Linked DNA regions of Sus scrofa: regions 1 and 3 are each linked to region 2. The links are chromatin contacts, called in public HiChIP or PLAC-seq maps. All regions are on one chromosome and are shown on one strand. The core of a region is the stretch at or near the end of the contact, and the rest is flanking DNA. Distances in the headings are between cores, read along the strand shown.

Region 1 (4,534 bases), core at 1,337-3,836, 140 kb before region 2:
TATTTCTATTGCCTTGGGAGACTGACCTAAGAAAACATTTGTATGATTGATGTCCGAGAATGTTGTGCCTATGTTGTCTTCTGGGAGTTTTATGGTGTCATGTCTTATGTTTAAGTTTTGAAGCTATTTTGAGTTTATTTTTGTGCATGGTGTGAGAGTGTGTTCTGGTTTCGTTGATTTACATGCACCTGTCCAGTTTCCCCAACACCACTTGCTGAAGAGACTGGTTTTTTTTGGAGGGAGGGGTCTACTCTTCTTCAGTGTGCTGTTTGTCTTCCACCCAGACTCCCCAGAACCACTCTCCATTCTTCTCCCTCCTGATCTGTGTCATTACAAACTGTATCACTGGTCACATCTCACCTTTTGCTGTCTGCTTGGATTTGGCCAGTGGAAGACACTGGCATGAGACTGGGGCACATCTCAGGGGCTACTTTTTTGGATATAAGTTCTTCCTCCCACTCAGTCCCCTAGGCTTTGGTGTTTGGGGCTCTGGGAAAGGTCATGGAGTTGTGTGTGACAGAGCCCTGGAGATGTCGGGTGAGGGGAGCAAGGAGACCTGAGGTTAAGTTGTCTGCCCTCCTGGGGGAAGGGTGGACTCAAAGTTAGAAAAAAAGCTTAATAATAGAGAATTAAGAAATATATTTTTCCATGTGTAAATTCACAGATTGAGATTCTTACCCTCCATGGTATTTTTTAATTTTTATTATTTATTTATTTTTGTCTTTTTAGGGCCTCTCCCGAGGCATATGGAGGTTCCCAGGCCACGGGTTGAATCGGAGCTACAGCTGCCGGGCTACACCACAGCCACAGCCAAGCCAGATCCAAGCTGTGTCTGCGACCCACACCACAGCTCACAGCAACGCCGCATCCTCAACCCACGGACTGAGGCCAGGGATCGAACCAGCGACCTCATGGTTATTAGTTGGATTTGTTTCCACTGAGCTACTATGGGAACTCCATAAAAAAGGTTATCATTACAATGGAAGCTCCAGACTTAAAAATTGTCACACTGACCCCATCCATTTATATCCACTCGAGACACGTCATATTAAATTTCAGGTGACAGTATTCTAAAAGCTAGTTGCTATATGCACAAGTAAAAGTTATGGTTAAAAGTTACACTCTGGGAGAAAGCAAGGCATAGTGGATAGGAATGAGGAATCTGGATTCAAATTCAAGCTTGCCACTCTCCAGCTATGTGACTTTCAATGTGTCTCTCCGTGCCCGTTTTCTCATCTTTAAAAGTACACAAAACTTCAAGGACTAAATAAGATAACATGTATAAATAATTTAGGAATGCACACATTACTAGCTCTTAGTAAGTTAATAATTATTACTACTGTGATCTCAGTAGTTACTCAAACACTCCGTTTTACTAATGTTTACTTACCACTAACATGTAATGCACAGCAGAAGGCATTCATGCAGAAATGAATAAAGCATTCATTTTTTTCTAAGCAGCTGGTTGGACATTGACCAAGAAATCCATTTCTTCTTTTTCTTTGGGCATTCAGCTAGACTACATTTCTTTGCACCCTTGCGGCGAAGTTCTAGGCAATGATTTGTGATGTCGTTCTCAAGCTAGGGTTTTTAAGAGGCAGGGTGTTATTTTCATTTGTTCATTGTTTGTTTTTGGCCACACCTGCCACGTGCTGACATTCCTTGGCCAGCGATCAAACCTGCATCATAGCTATAACCAGAACCACAGCAGTGACAAGGCTGAATCCTTAACCTGCTGAACCATGAGGGAACTCCCAAGAGGCAGAGGTTTTTTTGCCTTTTTTTTTTTTTTTTTTTAAGGGCTACACCCTCAGCATATGGAAGTTCCCAGGCTAGGGATTGAATTGGAGCTATGGCTGCCAGCCTACACCTCAGCCACAGCAACACCAAATCAGAGCCAAGTGCTTGACTTACACCACAGCTCCCGGCAACACCGGATCCTTAACCCTTTGAGCGAGGCCAGGGATCAAACTCACATCCTCATGGATACTAGTTGGGTTCGTTAACCGCTTAAGCCATGAAGGGAACTCCAAGAGGCAGAATTTTAAGAGGCAGTGTTTTATTGTTTTATTTTTTTATTATTTATTTATTTTTTTTGTCTTTTTACCTTTTTCTAGGGCCACACCCTCAGCATGTGGAAGTTCCCAGGCTAGGGGTCTAAGCTGCCGGCCTCCATCACAGCCACAGCAAATCAGGATAGGTCTGTGACCTACCCACAGCTCATGGCAACGCCTGATCCTCAACCCACTGAGCAAGGCCAGGGATCAAACCTGCAACCTCGTGGTTCCTAGTTGGATTCGTTAACCACTGAGCCACGACAGAAACTCCAAGAGGCAGGGTTTGAAAAACATTTTTTTAAAAATTATAGTTGATTGATAAAGTTCTGTCAATTTCTGCTGTACAGCAAAGTGACCCAGTTGTAGGGGTGTGTGTGTGTGTGTGTGTATGTATGTACACACACATTCTTTTTCTGGGAGGCAGGGTTCTTAAGTGCCCTTTTCATACTTGTTCCCCTTTTAGTGTCTTGAGCAGAAGATGACAAAGCCCTAGGAAATGACACAGTCAAAAAATGGATGGAGCCTGGGTTCCTGAATGGCCACGTAAGAGAGAGCTGCCAAACAGTATCTCCCTCACACTGAATTGTGGGAAGGAAATTTCTGTGGTCTTTGAGCCATTTATACTTTTTTGAGGGGCTGTTTGTTATAGCAGCTAGTGTTATCCAAATTAATATCCTCTTCTCTTCATTCTAACTGAGATGGAATGCATGGAAAAGATAAATACTTGCAATCAAATATGTTGTCTAGTTGGATTCAGATTTTTGGGAGACTAGAAAAATGGGATCCTTTTACATCTTGTTTGTTCACTGAAGCCAGACCCCTCCCTGATCCTTCTGGTCTCCCCATTGTATTTCACCCTGGGCAGTGTTTCTCTCCACCTTTTCCTCCATGTTTTCTTTGTTATTAGAGATTCCAGGCAGCAGTGTCCTCACTCAATCATGAATGGCTTCTGCTAGCAGTGCCGGCCCCTTTCGATATCTGGGTCATGCTTTGTGTGTCTTTCTGCATTACTGTGAGAAGGAGCTCTTCCTGACTCTTTGGTTCCTTTCCAAATGATCAGTTGGCAATTTGTACAATAAAAGGTTGGTCTTCCAACAGTCCATAAATAATGTGACTCACTCATCAAAGGAATTTCATAGTACACAAGGCACTTAACCAGTTTCATTTAATGCAAGGTTTTATTGTTATTTTTGGAAAATAATTATTTTTATTTTTGTTTTCTTTTTTTTAGAGTGGAGTTGATTTACAGTGTTGTGTCAGTTTCTGCTGTACAGCATAGTGATCCAGTCATACATACATATATATATATATGCATTCTTTTTCTCATGTTATCTTCCATCACGGTCTGTCCCAGTAGACTGGTTATAGTTTCCTGTACTATACAGCAAGACTTCATTGCTCATCCATTCTAAATGTAATAGTTTGCATCTACCAACCCCAAACCCGGAGTCCATCCCACTTCCTCCCCCCACTTCCCCTCCAGCAACCACAAGTCTGTTCTCTATGTCTGAGAGTCTGTTTCTATTTTGTAGATAGGATCATTTGTGTCATATTTTAGATTCCACATATAAGTGATATCATGTGGTATTTGTCTTTCTCTTTCTTTTTTCTTTTCTTTTCTTTTTTGTTTTGTCTTGTCTTTTTGCCATTTTCTTGGGCCACTCTTGCGGCATATGGAGGTTCCCAGGCTAGGGGTCTAATCGGAGCTGTAGCCCCCGGCCTGTGCCAGAGCCACAGCAACGCCAGATCCAAGCTGTGTCTGCGACCTACACCGCAGCTCATGGTAACACTGGATCGTTAATCCACTGAGCAGGGCCAGGGATCAAACCGAAACCTCATGGTTCCTAGTCGGATTTGTTAACCACTGCGCCACAACGGGAACTCCTGTCTTTCTCTTTCTTACTTCACTTAGTATGAGAGTCTTAGTTCCATCCATGTTGCTGCAAATCAGATTAATTTGTTCTTTTTTATGGGTGAGTTGTATTGCATTGCGTATATGTACCACATCTTAATCCATTTGTCTGTCAATGGACATTTAGGTTGTTTCCATGTCTTGGCTATTGTGAATTAGTACTGCAATGAACATAGGGATGCATGTATCTTTTTGAATGAAAGTTTTGTCTGGATATATGCTCAGGGGTGGGATCGCTGGATCATATGGTAGTTCTATATTTAGTTTTCTGAGGAACCTCCATATTGTTTTCCATAGTGGTTGTACCAATTTACATTTTCACTAACAGAGAAGGAAGGTACCCTTTTCTCCATACCCTCTCTGGCATTTGTTTTTTGAGACTTGTTAATGCAGAAAACACTCAAAAATTCCAGGTTAACTGTATATCTACTTCTTGAGACAAAATACCTTACTTTCAATCTTTCTAGAATGAAAGGCCTACACCTTCACTAAGCGGCAAAGCCAGGTAGTAGTTCCCATAACATTTTTTTCTTTTTCTTTTTTTTTTTTCGCTGCCACGTGTCTT
Region 2 (4,862 bases), core at 1,248-3,747:
CCGGCCTATGCCACAGCCATGGCAACAGACAATCCAAACCACATCTGCAACTTACACCACGGCTCACAGCAAAGACGGATTCCTGACCCACTGAGCAAGGCCAGGGATCTAACCCGCAACCTCATGGACACTAGTCGGGTTTGTTTCCCCTGTGCCACAATGGGAACTCCTGGATTCTGAGTTTCTTAAAGATTGTAGCAGCTGGCACACTCTCTCACACATAATAAACACTGTTAATGTTCACTAAAATGTAATTGAGCTGAACCGCTAATTAGAGAAAATATAAGAAGTTAAATTATTTGGTATATATATGGTTGACACATATTTGAAGTTTCTTATTACACACTGGATATTTCTGAGTATCCAGAGTTAGACAAAGCTTCAGAATTTTGCCTACTTAAAAGAAAAATCCTTCTGGACATCCAAAATCTGGATATCGCATTATATTGTATAACTGCTGCACATAAGTTGAAGAAACTCATTTGTCTTCAAAATGCAGAAAGTGTTGAAATATCAGGACTATTATCTTGATGAGTCGGCCTGAAGAATTTCCTGGAACTTTGCATTCTTGTTTCTGATAACACACAACAGAAATTTGGACTGAAATCTAGACTCTTCATCTCCTACTCATAGCAAATGTCCTCAAAAGACTGTGACTGTGTTTCTGGCAGTCAGATATTCTTAATAACTGTTCACCTTTCCCCTTTGGCCTTCCATGTGTCTGTGTTGTCTCTGGAGAGAATTTAAGTCAGAATCCGTGACTAATGTTCATAGTATGTCAGCCAGACTATTCCTCCAGTTAGCCATCAACTCTCTGTCATAACATTGCTCTTGGTCACGTTATTCGACTGCATGAAAGAGCCCTACTTCGTGATTGAAATTCTGCTCTAATAAGCCCTGCACTGTCAGGGGACTAGTTCTAGAAAGGGGTCTTTCTCATGTAGACATCCATTTATTCTGCAGGTAATAAAGGAAGAAAGAAAGGGTGGCTTTCAGGAATTTAGGTCTGGGGTCCTACACTGTAAATGCAGTTTGGGTCTAGACATCACAAAGATCTCTTCTGTGTTCAACAGGGATTCTCAGGCCTTTCATTTCAGCCAACCTGGGAGTCACCTGAACCAAAAGTCACAACCAGAGGCAGGTATCAGAGCAGGCATGTTGTTTTCCTCTAAACGGCTGTGGGAGAGTTTTTGTTTTTTGGTTTTTTGTTTTTTTGGTTTTTTTTTGTTGTTGTTGTTGTTTTTGCCTTTTCTAGGGCTGCTCCTGTGGCATATGGAGGTTCCCAGGCTAGGAGTCTAATCGGAGCTGTAGCTGCTGGCCTACGCCAGAGCCACAGCAATGCAGGACCCAAGCCGCGTCTGCAACCTACACCACAGCTCACAGCAATGCCGGATCCTTAACCCACTAAGCGAGGCCAGGGATCGAACCCGCAACCTCATGGTTCCCAGTCAGATTCGTTAACCACTGAGCTATGACGGGAACTCCTGTGGGAGTGTTTTGTATTATTCTGTGATGATCTTACGTGTGCTCACTTTTCCCCCTCAACCAGACTGCAAGGTTCTTGAGGCCAAGGACCATGTTTCTTTCTCTCTCTCTCTCTCTTTTTTTTTTTTTTTTTTTTTTTTTTGGCTTCCCTGCAGCATATGGAGTTCCTGGGCCAGGGATTAGACTCCACTGTGCCAGGCCAGGTTTCGAACCTGAGCCCCAATGTTCCCAAGAAGCCACCGATCCCACTGCACCACAGCAGGAACTCCTCATATTTTATTTGTATTCCCTTACATGGCTGATAGAGTCACCGATGTTGAAATATCTAGCACATGTTTAGTAACTATCTACAAATAATTGATTTTGCCCTAGAAAGATCAGTAGCACAATACATGTGGTCTTCAGATGATTTCTAGCTCATAACCTTAAATAACCACACATGTATATGACCCAGGAGCTTCTAAGATGAGATGCAATTCCATGAGGAGAATAAAAGCAGAGGTGAGAGAGAGAGAGGCAGTGGAGGAGGGAGAAAATAGTCACTGAGGAGGAATCACAGGGTATAGCTTCCTGTCTCGACCCAAACCAGGCCCTTTCTTACCAGGACTGTTTATTTTCAGAGAACAGCTCCATTAAATATTGATGATAGGACCGTGAAAGGCCTAGAATTAAATTCCAATCCTGTTCTAATTTTATGGGCTACGCAACATAAAGACCGAGGGGGAACATCTGGGCCACTGGGCCACGGTGCACATGTTCACAGCTGGAAGACATCAGAGATGATCCAAGCTAAATTAGCTTCGGGGTGGCCACCTGTGCAACATTTTTGTTTCTCTGAAATTCCTTCCCCTGCCCATGTTGACCTGTCCCATGACTCTCCACTTAAACTAGACTTTCTTTTTTTCTCTCTTAAGTCCATTTCCGTAGTCTCTTTCCTCTCAGACGCTCAAGCTGGTCTTCACCACGCTGGTGGTATGAGCGCACACACAGAATAGAGAACTTGCAATCGTCTGCTGAGCTGATAGCTGGTTGAGTTATTTCTCTTTCGTATGTTCCTAAGTACAATTAGAAAGGACAGGAAATGACTCCGAGGCTAAAAGTTTTATTCTGACTGGGATAAGTGGCTTGAGTCAACCCAGATGGTGATACTGCATGTGACAGTATTTGAGTTAAAAAGTCTTTGGAGAAATAATAACCACGACAATAGTTTGCACTTACTGAGCCCTTGCCAAGTACTAGACACATTTCTAGGCTCTTCTGCATCTATTAATTTATTGAATGGACTGTTATGTCTCTGGCAACTAATGATATAGACAACGGAAAGTAGAATTTAAAGCTTTGGGCTGTCATCCCATAGCACACATATTTTTGAAGAAATGCACGTTGTAGAAATTTACAGTCTATATACCTACATTACATGTATATAGTTGATTATAACTCAGCTTTGAACTCTTGGATATATTTGGAGTTTAACTTTTTAAAAAATTATGAAAAGGGTAAGAATGATATATGTGCTAGATTATAAGGTAAAAGCTATGTTCTTAAATAAATGTAACAAAGGAAGTAATTTGGCCATGGAGATGCTATTGGATATAAAAAGGCAGACATGAGCGACTGCAGACGGTATAAAGTTGTAGTGCCCGCTCAGACCTCCTGCTAACACAACCCGGGCTAAGAGATGAATGAATCATTTACTTTCCCCAACTCTTTTCTTCTAAGCTGATCACTTGGCCTCAAATATAAAGTGGTACTATATCATGGAGTGGAAATTCATTTCCAAATTTTAATATACTCTATATTTCTGCCAACTATTTATTATTTTTAACTGTATTCAAATCTTAAGTGAATAGCTGTCATTTTACTGCCAATACTTTGAAAATTTATACGTCAAATTTAGCTGCACTTTATGGAAAAAGAAGGCACACAATGGACGATCAAAAGTTCTCATTCAATAAAGCCCCAACCACTTCACATTTTCAAACTTTCACTGGATCTGTCTGAATAGTCATGGAAGAAAGAAGACCTGAGTGAGGGGCCAAGGCCATGATCACGGGGAGACAGGTACACCTGGCAGGAAGGAATCATAAATAAAGGAAGCAGAAGTAATGATTTTGCATAGGAACTGGCTGCCGTTAACATGACTTGTCTCTCCTGGAAACTTTGTCAAGACTCAGCTCACACCCCTCTTCCTTCCTCTGACATTGTCCCTGCTCTGAGACATCACCTGCTTCCCAGCATTCTCTGTACACACTTCTTTAGTGGTTTCCATGTCTACCTTTTCCTCAGAACGATGAACAACATAAAAGATTTTTTGTTTTCTTCACATTCACCGTCCGTATACCTATGCCAGCCAAAAGGGTACATTATCTTCTGTCCTTAATATGCATTTGTTGGATAAATAGAAGAATGAATAAATGAACCAATGAATGGAAAGAGGTATCTAGGCTGCAAGGGAAAGAAAACCCAGAAAGGGGAAGAGAGAATCACACTAATAGTCACAATTCAAATATTCTAAACCTCATGGTCTCCAGAAGCATGGTCTTCCTTTTTCCATTTCCCTAATTTTATGTCTGTCTGTCTGTCTGCCTGCCTGCCTATCTAGCTAGCTAGCTAGCCAGCTATCTATCTATCTATCTATCTATCTATCTATCTATCTATCTATCTACCTAACAATCTTATTGAGATACATTTCACATACTGTCCATCTGGAGAACAGCACATGCAGTGGTAATTAGGAAACAGGACTAAAATCTTACATCTGCATAAAGTTTTCTTTTTGTTTTAATGGCTGCACCCAATAAAAGCTTTTTTTTTCTTTTTTTTTAATGGCTGCACCTGCAGCATATAGACCAGGGATTGAATCCAAGCCACTGCTGTGACATACGCTACAGCTGCAGCAGCACCGGATCCTTTAACCCAATGTGCCAGGCCAGGGATCAAACCTGTGCCTCCGCAGTGACCCCAGCCACTGCAGTTGGATTCTTAACCCACTGTGTCACAGTGGGAACTCCTACATAAAGTTTTATATAAAAGCATTTTCACGGAGTTCCCATTGTAGCACAGCGGAAACGAATCCTACCGGGAACCATGAGGTTGCGGGTTCAATCCTTGGCCTCGCTCAGTGGGTTAAGGATCTGGCATTGCCGTGAGCTGTGTTGTGGGTCGCAGATGCTGTTCGGATCTGGCATTGCTGTGGCTGTGGTGTAGGCCAGCCCTAGCCGGGAACCCTAGCCTGGGAACCTCCATATGCTGTGGGTGCAGCCCTTAAAAAAAAAAAAAAAAGCAAAAGCATTTTCATATATGTTAATGTATTGGAGTCTTTCAAAATGTCTTTGAGTTACATACTGTAGATTTTATCATCTCAATTGTACATATCA
Region 3 (4,878 bases), core at 980-3,479, 150 kb after region 2:
AGACCCTTTTATCCCTGATGTTTCCTTTTCCAGTGTCCTGAGCAATCAGCAACTTGATTGTCACTGCTGTCAGAGTCCACATACATTCTAAATCCAAGCTGCTTTTCTGGTCATGCAAATTAGATTCTGCTCTATCAGGAGGCTTGCCCATTGGGAGGTTTTGCTCTCTGATTGCTTACCTTTGAGTGTAATGCATCCATAGTCCATTGTGCCAAGCTGACTTATCCTGAACCAAGTTCAGCATTTTTACTCCTCCAGCAGCTGGTCATAAGGGGCCCCCTGCCCCCGTGTGGTCATAGGTATGAGCTGAGGGAGCAGGTCTGGTACCATCTGATGGATAACAGATTACCCATCAAGCAGCTGACTTGTGCCCTCTAGGCTTGCTTGTGCATGATGCCAGACGACTCCTTTTTCTAGTTTACCAAGGTGGCAGATTATCAGTTTTAGGTCTTTCTTCTTTTCTAACATATGCATTCAGTGCTACTAATTTCCCTCCACTTTTCACTGTGTCCTTCTGCATTCTTATTTTCATTCCAAATATGTTTTAATTTCTCTTGACACTTCTTTGACCCATGCAATATTATTATTTAATCTCAAACAGTTTGTAATTTTCCTGCTATTTTTCTATCTTTTCTAATCAATTCTCCATGGTCCGAGAGCATCTGTTTTTGAGATCTGCTTTTTTCAATGCGTCAAGGTGTGTTTTATGCTCCATGGTATGGTCCATCTTGGTGAAAGATTGGTGTGAGTTTGAGTAGAATGTGTAATCTGCTCTTCTCAGATAAGCTTGTCTACAGATGTCAGTTATAACCAGCAGATTGATGGTGATTTTTTTCTTTCTTTTTAGGGCCACATTTGTGGCATATGGAGATTCCCAGGCTAGGGGTCAAATCGGAGCTACAACTGCCAGCCTATGCCACAGCCACAGCCACCCCAGATCGGAACCATGTCTGCGAACTACCCCACAGCTCACAGCAATGCCAGATCTTTAACCCACTGAGCAAGGCCAGGGATCGAACCCTCAACCTTGTGGTTACGAGTCAGATTGGTTTCCTCTTTGCCACAATGGGAACTCCTTGATGGTGATTTTGAGTTCAACTCTGTCCTCGGTGAGCTTCTCCTCCTGGATGTGTCCGTTTCTGATACAGGCGTGTTAATGTCTCCAATTATAACAATGAATTCACTTATTTCTCCATACAGATTTATCAGTTTTTTGCCTTGTATTTTGGATGCTCTGTTTTTAGGCGCATACATGTTAAGAATTTTTATGTCTTCTTGGAGAATTGATATTTTTACTCATTAGTTAATGCCCCTCTTTGTCCCAGATAATTTTTGTTGCTCTGAAGTCTGCCTTGCCTAAAATTAATATTATTACTTCAGCTTTTTTTTGGATTAGTAGAAGTACATGGAATATCTTTACTTCTTAGCCTACCTATGTCTTTAAAGTATGTTTCTTATAAATAGCATATAGTTGGGTATTGCTTTTTCATCCACCCTGTCAGTTTCTTTTAAAAGGCATTCAGGGAGTTTCTGTTGTGGCACAGCAGAAATGAATCCCACTAGGAACCATGAGGTTGCAGGTTTGATCCCTGGCCTCTCTCAATGGGTTAAAGATCTGGCATTGCCGTGAGCTCTGGTGTGTGTTGCAGACTCGGCTTAGATCTGATGTTGCTATGACTGTGGCATAGGCTGACAGCTGTAGCTCCGATTTGACCCCTAGCCTAGGAACCTCCATATGCTGCAGGTACAGCCCTACAAAGCAAAAAATAAAATAAAATAGAAGGTTTTCTATCAATTGGGAAAAAGAAAAATATTTTTTTTTCTTTTTAGGGCTACACCTGAGGCATATGGAAATTCCCAGGCTGGGGTCAAGTAAGAACTACAGCTGCTGGCCCATGCCATAGCTTGTGGCAATGTGGGCTCTGAGCCGTGTCTTCTTCCTATACCACAGCTCACAGCAATGCCAGATCCTTAACCCACTGAGCGAGGCCAGGGATTGAACCCCCATCCTCATGAATACTCAGTTGGTAACCCACTGGGCCACAATGGGAACTCCCAAAATAAAATATTTTATTTTACCCTCATTTATTCCTCTCTAATGTGCTTCTGGTCTCTTTTCTATGAGTGTCTGTTCATTTTTAATGTATAATTGACCTATAACACTATGTTAGTTCCTGGAGCACAACACAGTGACTCAAATTTCTATTACAAAACGATTGCCACAGTAAATCTAGTCACTGTCACCACACAAAAATATTACGTTACTAGTGACTATATTTCCTACTCTATATGTTACATCCCTGTGAGTCATTTATTTTGCAACTGGAAGTTTGTACCTCTGTTCCCCTCACCTCTTCTACCCACCTCACCCCCCCCCATCCCCTCTGGCAACCACCTGTTGTCTGTACCTATGATTCTGTTTCTGTTTTGTCATGTGAGTTCATTTATTTTGTATTTTAGATTCCACGTAGAAGTGAAATCACATGTTTCTAATGTTCTTCTTTATGTAGCTCTGAGTCTCTGACTTAAATCATTTTCTTTCTCTCTTGAAGAATTTCTTTCTTACATAGCAGGTCACCTGGTGATAGCTTTACTAATTCCCTCAATTTTTGCCTCTCTGAAAAAGTCTTTATTTCTCCTTCACTTTTGAAAGATAATTTCACTGAACCCAGAATTCTAAGGTAGAGTTTTTTACTTTTAGCACTTTAAATGTTTCACTCCACTTTCTTCTTGCTTGCATGGTTTCTGAAGAGAAGTCAGTGTAATTCTTATCCTTGTTTTCCTACAAGTAAGGTGTTTCCCCTACCCCACCTCTGGCCTCTTTGGGGAAGTTCTCTTTGTCTTTGATTTTCTGCAGTTTTTTAAAAATTTGTTAATGAAAGGCTTTAATTGTAATATCATTGGCATGTGCCATTTTTTACAGTTTCATAACTTAAGTTTAACTAAATACTAAGAAATACTTGGAAAATTTAAAATTAAATAGCAAGCATTTAAAATACCATGGTGGGGAGGTCCCATCCTGGCTCAGCAGAAACGAATCTGACTAGTATCCATTAAGACACAGGTTTGATACTTGGCCTCACTCAGTGGGTTAAGGATCTGGCATTGCCATGAGCTGTGGTGTAGGCTGCAGACACGGCTCAGATCCCTTATTGCTGTGGTGGAGGCCGGCGGCTACAGCTCCAATTGGACCCCTAGCCTGGGAACTTCCATATGCCGCGGGTGTGGCCCTAAAAAGACAAAAAGACAAATAAAATTAAATATAATAAAATAAAATACATGGTGTTCAGCTAATGTGTATATTTAAAAGTATAAAGGAGAATCATAAAAACAATCAAAAAAATGGAGGTTGGGGGTGGTTAGTCATGCCTGCAACATGTGGGAATTCCCAGGCCAGGGATCAAACCCCCTGCTATAGCAGTGACCTCAGTCACAGCAGTGACATTTCCAGGTCCTTAACCTGCTGTGCCACAGGAGGACTCCAAAAAGATATTTTTAAAAGGGTCTGCAAATGCACCCTATTTTATTATTTATGGTAACACAGTGTGGTGTTGTATTTATTTATTTAAGTATATTTACCTACAACGCTGTGTTTGGCCCATGTGCACAACATAGTGATTCAATAGTTCTATATGTTGCAAAAGGATCACCACGTCTACAGTTTGATAATTACATGGAGATTTTTGGTGTTGTCTGAGATTCCTGGACCTATGGTTTGTATCTGTCGTTAATTTTGGAAAATTCTCAGTCATTATTATTTTCAAGACTTCCTCTTTTCCTTTGTCTCCCTCTCTTCTTCTAGTATTCCCTTGTGTTACTCCTTTTGTAATTGTCCTACAGTTCTTATACATTCTGTTCTGTCTTTTTCATTCTTTCTTTTCTTCAGGTTTCAGTTCTAGAAATTTCTATTGCCGTGTCTTCCAGCTCATTGATTCTTTCCTTGGCTAAGTCCAGTCTACTAATGAGCCCCCCAAAAAGATATTCTTCATTTCTATTTCAGTCTTTTTGATTTCTAGCATTTCCTTTTGACTCTTTTCGGAGAGAATTTCCATCTCTCTGCTTACATACACATCTGTTCTTTCATAATGTCCACTTTTTTGATTGGTGTCCTTAGCATATCTATTATTTAAATGATGATTAGATTCTGTTGGTTGTTAGTGATGTTGAATTTTCCTAAAACCCTGGTGATTTTCTGTCCAGTTATTCTATCAACTTGTTGGAGAGAGGGACATTAAAGCCTCCACTCATAATTCTATTAGTCTTTGCCTCACATATTTTGCAGCTCTGCTGTTTGGTGCTAAGACATTGATGTGACGTCTCTGTGAATTGACACTTTTACTATTATGTAACATTTCTCTCAGTCTCTGGTAATTGTGTGAGCTCTGAAGTCTATGTTATAGTGCTTCTGTTTCCTTAATGTTTGCAAGATACATCATTTTCCATCTTTTTTCTTTTAGAGAGAGGGAATGATAAAGGAAAGTGGTCTCAATTTAGTACCAGGAAGACTTTGGGCAACAACCAAAGCTGCCCAAAGATGGACTGCCCTGAATAAAGATTATAGTCCTATTATAAAGGTGCAAAGGTATGAGTTAGATGAATGTTTTGCCAGGATGCCACAGGTATTCCAAGCTATTGATACTGTGATACCATACCAGGCAGCTCCATTTTCATATGGGTTTCTTGGGTGTAAAATGAAATGGAATGTATTTATTTATTTATTTTTATTGAACTATAGTTGACTTACAATATTATGTTAGTTTCAAGTGTATAGCGTAGTGGTTCAGGTTTTTTGCCGGTTAAATCTGAAATGAAATGTATTTAGATACAGAACTTTTAGACTGGAAAATTCCATTTTGATTTGAACAACCAAACACAATT

Evidence for each region. HiChIP or PLAC-seq counts read pairs in DNA pulled down with a chosen protein or histone mark.
Region 1: an H3K27ac HiChIP or PLAC-seq map of alveolar macrophages shows a contact between it and region 2. The contact joins two enhancer-like sites. A contact is called at or near these places in 2 of 2 datasets of contacts at active chromatin or transcription factors (alveolar macrophages and skeletal muscle).
Region 3: a contact with region 2 is called in an H3K27ac HiChIP or PLAC-seq map of alveolar macrophages. The contact joins two enhancer-like sites. A contact is called at or near these places in 1 of 47 Hi-C or Micro-C datasets (embryonic fibroblasts) and 1 of 2 datasets of contacts at active chromatin or transcription factors (alveolar macrophages).

The regions. Positions count from the first base shown.
Region 1 is chr6:106,017,928-106,022,461 of Sscrofa11.1, reverse strand. The region is part of intron 1 of LOC110261178 (a long non-coding RNA gene); the gene reads left to right. Among named protein-coding and RNA genes, the nearest start is that of THOC1, 19 kb to the left of the region's middle. Within about 2 kb of position 2,586, at least 7 of the 83 cell types and tissues checked have an H3K27ac peak or open chromatin away from gene starts, as enhancers often do. A contact at or near this core is called in alveolar macrophages, where this site is marked.
Region 2 is chr6:105,875,951-105,880,812 of Sscrofa11.1, reverse strand. The region is part of intron 2 of COLEC12 (collectin-12); the gene reads right to left. Among named protein-coding and RNA genes, the nearest start is that of COLEC12, 70 kb to the right of the region's middle. Within about 2 kb of position 2,497, at least 5 of the 83 cell types and tissues checked have an H3K27ac peak or open chromatin away from gene starts, as enhancers often do. A contact at or near this core is called in alveolar macrophages, where this site is marked.
Region 3 is chr6:105,730,557-105,735,434 of Sscrofa11.1, reverse strand. No RefSeq gene overlaps it. Among named protein-coding and RNA genes, the nearest start is that of CETN1, 9.2 kb to the left of the region's middle. Within about 2 kb of position 2,229, at least 1 of the 83 cell types and tissues checked has an H3K27ac peak or open chromatin away from gene starts, as enhancers often do. A contact at or near this core is called in alveolar macrophages, where this site is marked.